Regions from separate parts of the Gossypium hirsutum genome. Here region 1 is linked to region 2. A link is a contact called in public Hi-C data. All regions are on one chromosome and are shown on one strand. The core of a region is the stretch at or near the end of the contact, and the rest is flanking DNA. Distances in the headings are between cores, read along the strand shown. Region 1 holds the start of LOC121222356 (mediator of RNA polymerase II transcription subunit 6). Region 2 has its middle 18 kb from the start of LOC107915977.

Evidence for each region. A called contact is a pair of places that touch in the nucleus more often than the background predicts.
Region 1: a Hi-C map of leaf shows a contact between it and region 2, with 2.1 times the contacts expected there. The contact joins the promoter of LOC121222356 here to the enhancer-like site in region 2. A contact is called at or near these places in 5 of 34 Hi-C or Micro-C datasets (callus, leaf, petal and 1 more).

What each region holds. Positions count from the first base shown.
Region 1 is chrD10:6,691,681-6,694,406 of Gossypium_hirsutum_v2.1, reverse strand. It overlaps LOC121222356 (mediator of RNA polymerase II transcription subunit 6), which reads right to left and starts at 1,356. Exons shown (of 5, transcript XM_041102975.1): 1 at 878-1,356; 2 at 269-443. The coding sequence starts at 1,134.
Region 2 is chrD10:6,644,820-6,647,538 of Gossypium_hirsutum_v2.1, reverse strand. No RefSeq gene overlaps it. Among protein-coding and RNA genes, the nearest start is that of LOC107915977, 18 kb to the right of the region's middle. Within about 2 kb of position 1,293, at least 6 of the 9 cell types and tissues checked have an H3K27ac peak or open chromatin away from gene starts, as enhancers often do. A contact at or near this core is called in leaf, where this site is marked.

The DNA of each region.
Region 1 (2,726 bases), core at 107-2,606, 47 kb before region 2:
GAATTCTATTCCATGAAACTCTATCCACTCATTAAACCCCTTTTTTTTCTCTCTTTGTTTTCATTTCTGGATGTTTTTTTCTTAACAAGAGATTCATTTCGAGGTGAGGAATTCAAATGGCCAAGACGTATGAACGGGAAACCAGTTTTGGTAATATTCCAACAAAAAGAATGCTGTAACCAGACTGAGATCAATTGAGTCTTTAGGTGATAGCATTGTTTTGTTATACATACAAAATAAGAGAGGAAAACAATACAGCGGAACTTACAACTCGAGCTGCAAAGACATTGCAAAGTTGTGGTGCTTGATATATCGAACCATCCAAAATATAGTATGCTAGCATCGGTGTTACTTTCTCCGCACTGTCCCTCTTTTGCTTACAGATAATAAAGAGGTGTGGCTCCATAACTTCACTAAGCATGTACTCTATCCCAGTCATTTTCCTATATTAAAGGGGAAATGAAAATCTCATTACTGATCTTATAAGTACTAAATCTTTAAACTATGATTCTTCGCCATGATTTATGATATAATCATCAAGTTTTCCAATCAAATGAAATACTTTTAGTTAAATTGCAAAATCAAGTTACCTATATGGTAGGTATCAAAACATTTTCCAAGTAGATAAAATGCCAATCACAAATATGCAACTATGCGTTCCTGTTCCTCCGGCAGAATTGCATAGAAAATGCCTCATCTTCGGGTAAAAATAAAAAGCAAATATTGACCTTTGATATACCCTGATCAATATTTGTTTAAAACTACAACTGAGTTTCATAAATTTTGACATTTTCAAGTCCAAGAAAAAAACAAAAAACAAAATCTAATCTTGCAACATGCCAACGAGAATTAAAACCCAGGCTTTAAATTTTCTTACGAAAGTTGAGAGATGTCAAGAGGGTGAATGGATTGCATCCTGAGCTTCTCGTTGTTGCAGGTCCAATCATAGAACGGAGATAGGGCAAAGTAATCGAAAATTAGGTTTCGATCAAGAGGGTACGTGTTTAGCCACAATTGATCTCTGAAACATATACCTGTCATGTCCGTTCCAGGAGGCTGCATCGCTGGCGGCGGTGGTGCTTCAAAGTTTCCCCCTGCTGCCGCCTGTGATGGCGCTACCGGTGGCGTCGCCATTTTGGGGCTATGTATTCGGGTAGGTTTTAGTTGGAATTTAACACTTTAACGGTATGAGGGCCCAAACGACGTCGTGAATAAAACGGACAACATTATTTATGCAAGGGTTTTTATAGAAAATTTTCCGATACAATGAGAAAGATAAGAACATGTGTTTTTTGTACTTTATTTGAAACCATAGACATTCCTTATCATTGTCATCAAAGAAGAAAGCTTGATAAAAATATAGAATAGTACATTTACACATAGGCTTTTAAAACTTTTAAATTAAAGTGCGATTTTTTATTCTTTGATCAAAAAAGAGTCAATTAATTTAAAATTATCTCGAAAATAAACGATTTAATTGACATCCATTATGAAATGTGACTATTGATTAACCGAGTATTATATAAACAACTTATTATATTTATTATTTTTTGTCGATTAAGTTGGAAATGAGTGATCTGAGGTAAAGTATGCATACCCTTTTTAAAGTTTGATAAAAAAAATTGATTTACCTCCTTATGGTTTATTTATTAATTAATTTTAATGGTATAAGAAAATTTATTAATGGTGTGTGAAGTTATACAATATCATATACATATTTATACACTAGTTTATGACATATAAATACTGACTTTTGTTTCACTCACAAATCTCATATTAATAGTATTTTTTTTATTCAAATATCATTATATGTAATCTTTTATTGATTTATAAAGATCAAAAACATAATCATAATAATATAATTTTTTATAAACCACCAATTGTGATCATTTTTAATTGAATTGAGATACAAAATAACCCCAACTCAAAAAAAAATATTTTAATAAGGATGGATAAGAAATGTAATCTAAAATTAAAAAAAAATCTCAAATATTAAAGATCTACTACACCAACCCACAAAATCTTTGGAATAAATTTAGTTAAGAAGAATCCAAAATGGTTTTTCTTTTCTGGCTCAACATCTTCCACTTGAGGTGAACAGTTATCGGTTTCCTTTCGTATGATTGTGGTGAAGCGGTCAATGCGATGCCATTGCCATGGCGATGCTCAACACTCTCCTTTCTCTCTCCAAATCTTGACGTCCTCTAGAAATGCAGCCAACATTTTCTGTGAGTGTTTCTACTGCACTGTGGATTTTCTTCCCATGGAATAAGTTCCTCTCGTAAGAGCTGCAATTCATTGTAAAATGTTGTCAGTACCGTTTAGGAAACCTGCAAAATAATGTAATTGTTATCATCTTTACCTCGATGAAGTCATTGCTGGAACCCCAGCTTGACTTGATGAATATGGTTTTGGGTCGACAAATCCAAAAGCAGCAATCGAGAAAAGCTGCATAATCAAATGACTTCCTATAGCAGCATCTCACTCAAAGGGACTCTACATATACTAGTTGAGCAGCTAAATTCTCTCGTAGGTTGGCCAGAATCGAATCCTTGTTGTCTTTAGAAGAAAAAGGAAAATTGTGTTAACTAATCACAATATTGATTACTGCTGTAAACATCATCATCATAATAATAATAAGAAATGCTAATTAAAAAACGTAAGTATCATAACACATGCACAAGTATCTTCAGGGTATGACTTGGTTTAAGGACAGCTTTCGCAGA
Region 2 (2,719 bases), core at 44-2,543:
AAATGGGAATACTGGCAAGGTGTTTAGGCCAACTAGAGGACATAAACAAGGGGACCTCTTAAGCCCATTCTCATTTTTGATTTGCAGCAAAGGGCTTTCGGCCCTTATGAAGGTAGCGATGTGAGATGGTCTAATTAGAGGCGCTAAAACTAGTAAGAGCGGCCCAAAAATTTCTCATCTACTTTTTGCGAATGACTGAGTCCTCTTTAGAGAAACAAATAATAAAGGGGCTCATACCTTGAAAACTATCTTAAGAGAATATGAAAGTTGTTAGGGTCAATGTGTTAATTTCGATAAATCAATAGTGGTTTGCAGTATAAATACTTCTGAGCGAGGATAGGTATCTTGCATCAGGGATTTTGGGGGTGCATGTATCGAATAATACTGAAAAATACCTTGGTTTGCCTAATTTGGTGGGGAGAAATAAAAAGCAATCTTTCCGACTTTTTAAGGATAAATTCAAGAAGCGAATTGAAAGTTGGAGCGTTAGGGTCTTATCTCAAGGGGGTAAAAAGGTATTCATTAAAGTCGTTCTTCAATCTATCCCTACTTATTCAATGGCATGTTTTCTATTACCTAAGTCTTTATGTGATGAGTTAGATAGAATACTTTGTGCCCACGATGCTGCAGTTCTACGGAGGATTCTATCCATGTGTTTCGTGATTACCCTATATCAGTGGAGACTTGGGTTAGTCTTAATCTCTCATGGATGCTGAATAATTTGGATAATAGTTTCTGGGATTGGGTCACCTGGGTATTTCGGATTGCTACCAGTGAACATGCAAGATTTGGGTCGGGGTGATGGTGAGGAACCTATTGGGGGAAATATTAGCTTCCATGGCTGTGGGCCATAAAGCAATCTCTTCTTCGTTTGCTGTTGAAGGTCAGGCGTGTATCAAGCGCTGCAACTAGGCATTCGCATGGGGATAGAGTGTGTGATAATCGAAGGGGACTCATTGACAACAATAAAGAAAGCCAACTAGATAGTGAAGATAAATCGGAGATAGGAGCCATTACTAAAAACTTTCAACAATATAAAGAGAACTTCCAACAGATTATTTTCAGGCACATTTCAAGATAGGCAAACTCTCTTGCTCATCATTTGGCTAAAGAAAGCTTGAAAAACAGAGAAGATATTTACCTGAGTGGAGTCCCGGATTTTGTATGCAGAACAGAGGAGAGGAGAAGACGACAAACCCTAGTTTGAGTTTGGAGAGGAGGAGGTTTCTGGAAAATAAAGAATAGCAGACAGGTTTTGACTTTTTCGTTTTGGAAACTGCTATTTTGTGGGTATCTGGTAAGTGCATTTAATGGGAATTTAATGGTGATTTGATGGAGTCCAGGTGCCAGTTTGACTAGAGAGAGAGTGACTTTTCATTTCTTTTTTTCTTTTTGAAGTTTGTGGTTAAGTTTGTTTTTGTTTTATTGTTTTATTTTCTTTGGGCTTGTTTCTCATTTGTTTTTGGGCCTATTTTTTATTCTTTTTTTCTATCTAGTCCAATATTGCTTTCAAAAAAAAATCTGTATATATTATATATTATATATTTTCAACACTCAACTATTAAAAAATTTTATTTTAAGTACTTAAAATAATAAATTTACAATTTAAGCATACATGTTTTATAGTTTGATCATTTTGGTCACTTTCATTAAAATCAAAAGTGACAAGTTGACGTGACAATTAAAAATAGGTATAATAACAATTTTAGCCATAAACTTTTATATATTATATCGAATTAATCATAATTTTAAAAAAATAACCCTCAAAATTTACAAATGTTCTAAATTTGATCCTAATTCTAAAAAATTTATATATATAAATACATAAATATTTTTTAAAATAAAATAATAAATTTAAATTTTATATTAATATTAATATTTATATGAATATGAATATGAATATTAAATAAATATAATTACATTACTATTAAAAAAACATATAAATCTCCATCCTTATCTCTCCCTCCTCCCCTCACCCTTATCCCTCTCCCTAATTAGGAACCTTTTGAAAGATGGTCAATAACTCAACTTCTAGCTCATGATTTTGTGAATGAATCAAAATTTGTAGTAAATGAAGCAGATATATCTCGATCGGAGACATACATCAGTGTATTGAATAAAAAATTATGAGATTCAAGGGAAGAAAGTGACATCAATTCAGATTCCTTCTAAGAACCATGCTTGCCGACCAAGTGTTTGATGAAAAGGATTCAACTATTGGTTGAAGATAATCATGTTTTCTCCTTGAAAATGCCTAATTGAGATTTGGGTAACATTTAGAAGCAATGAAATGTGGGTTAGCAATAATAGTGTGGGAGGTGTCCTAACACTTGGCTACTTGTTATGGGTCTATGGGGGAGGTGTCCTCCTTTCAGATAATTCTTTATGGGTATAATCCATGTAGGATCGTTCGACATATCTAAAATATAAAGTCGAGTTTTATAACTTGGGAATTCCTTGTATTCCATCTACCTCCGTGTTGTTCTCCCAAGATATCTTTTCAAGATCCAATTAATCAAACCCCTTTATCAATAAGGTGGTGGTCCTATAATGCTTGGCCAACGTTTGGCCGCATACCTCATATTCCCTTATTGTTTATTCGCCACTAATTGAAAATCTATGGATACACATAGATTTTGAACTCCAAGTCATTGTGCTAGCTCCAATCAAGATGATAAGGTTTCATACTCCACTCCACTATTAGACACAACAAAACTGA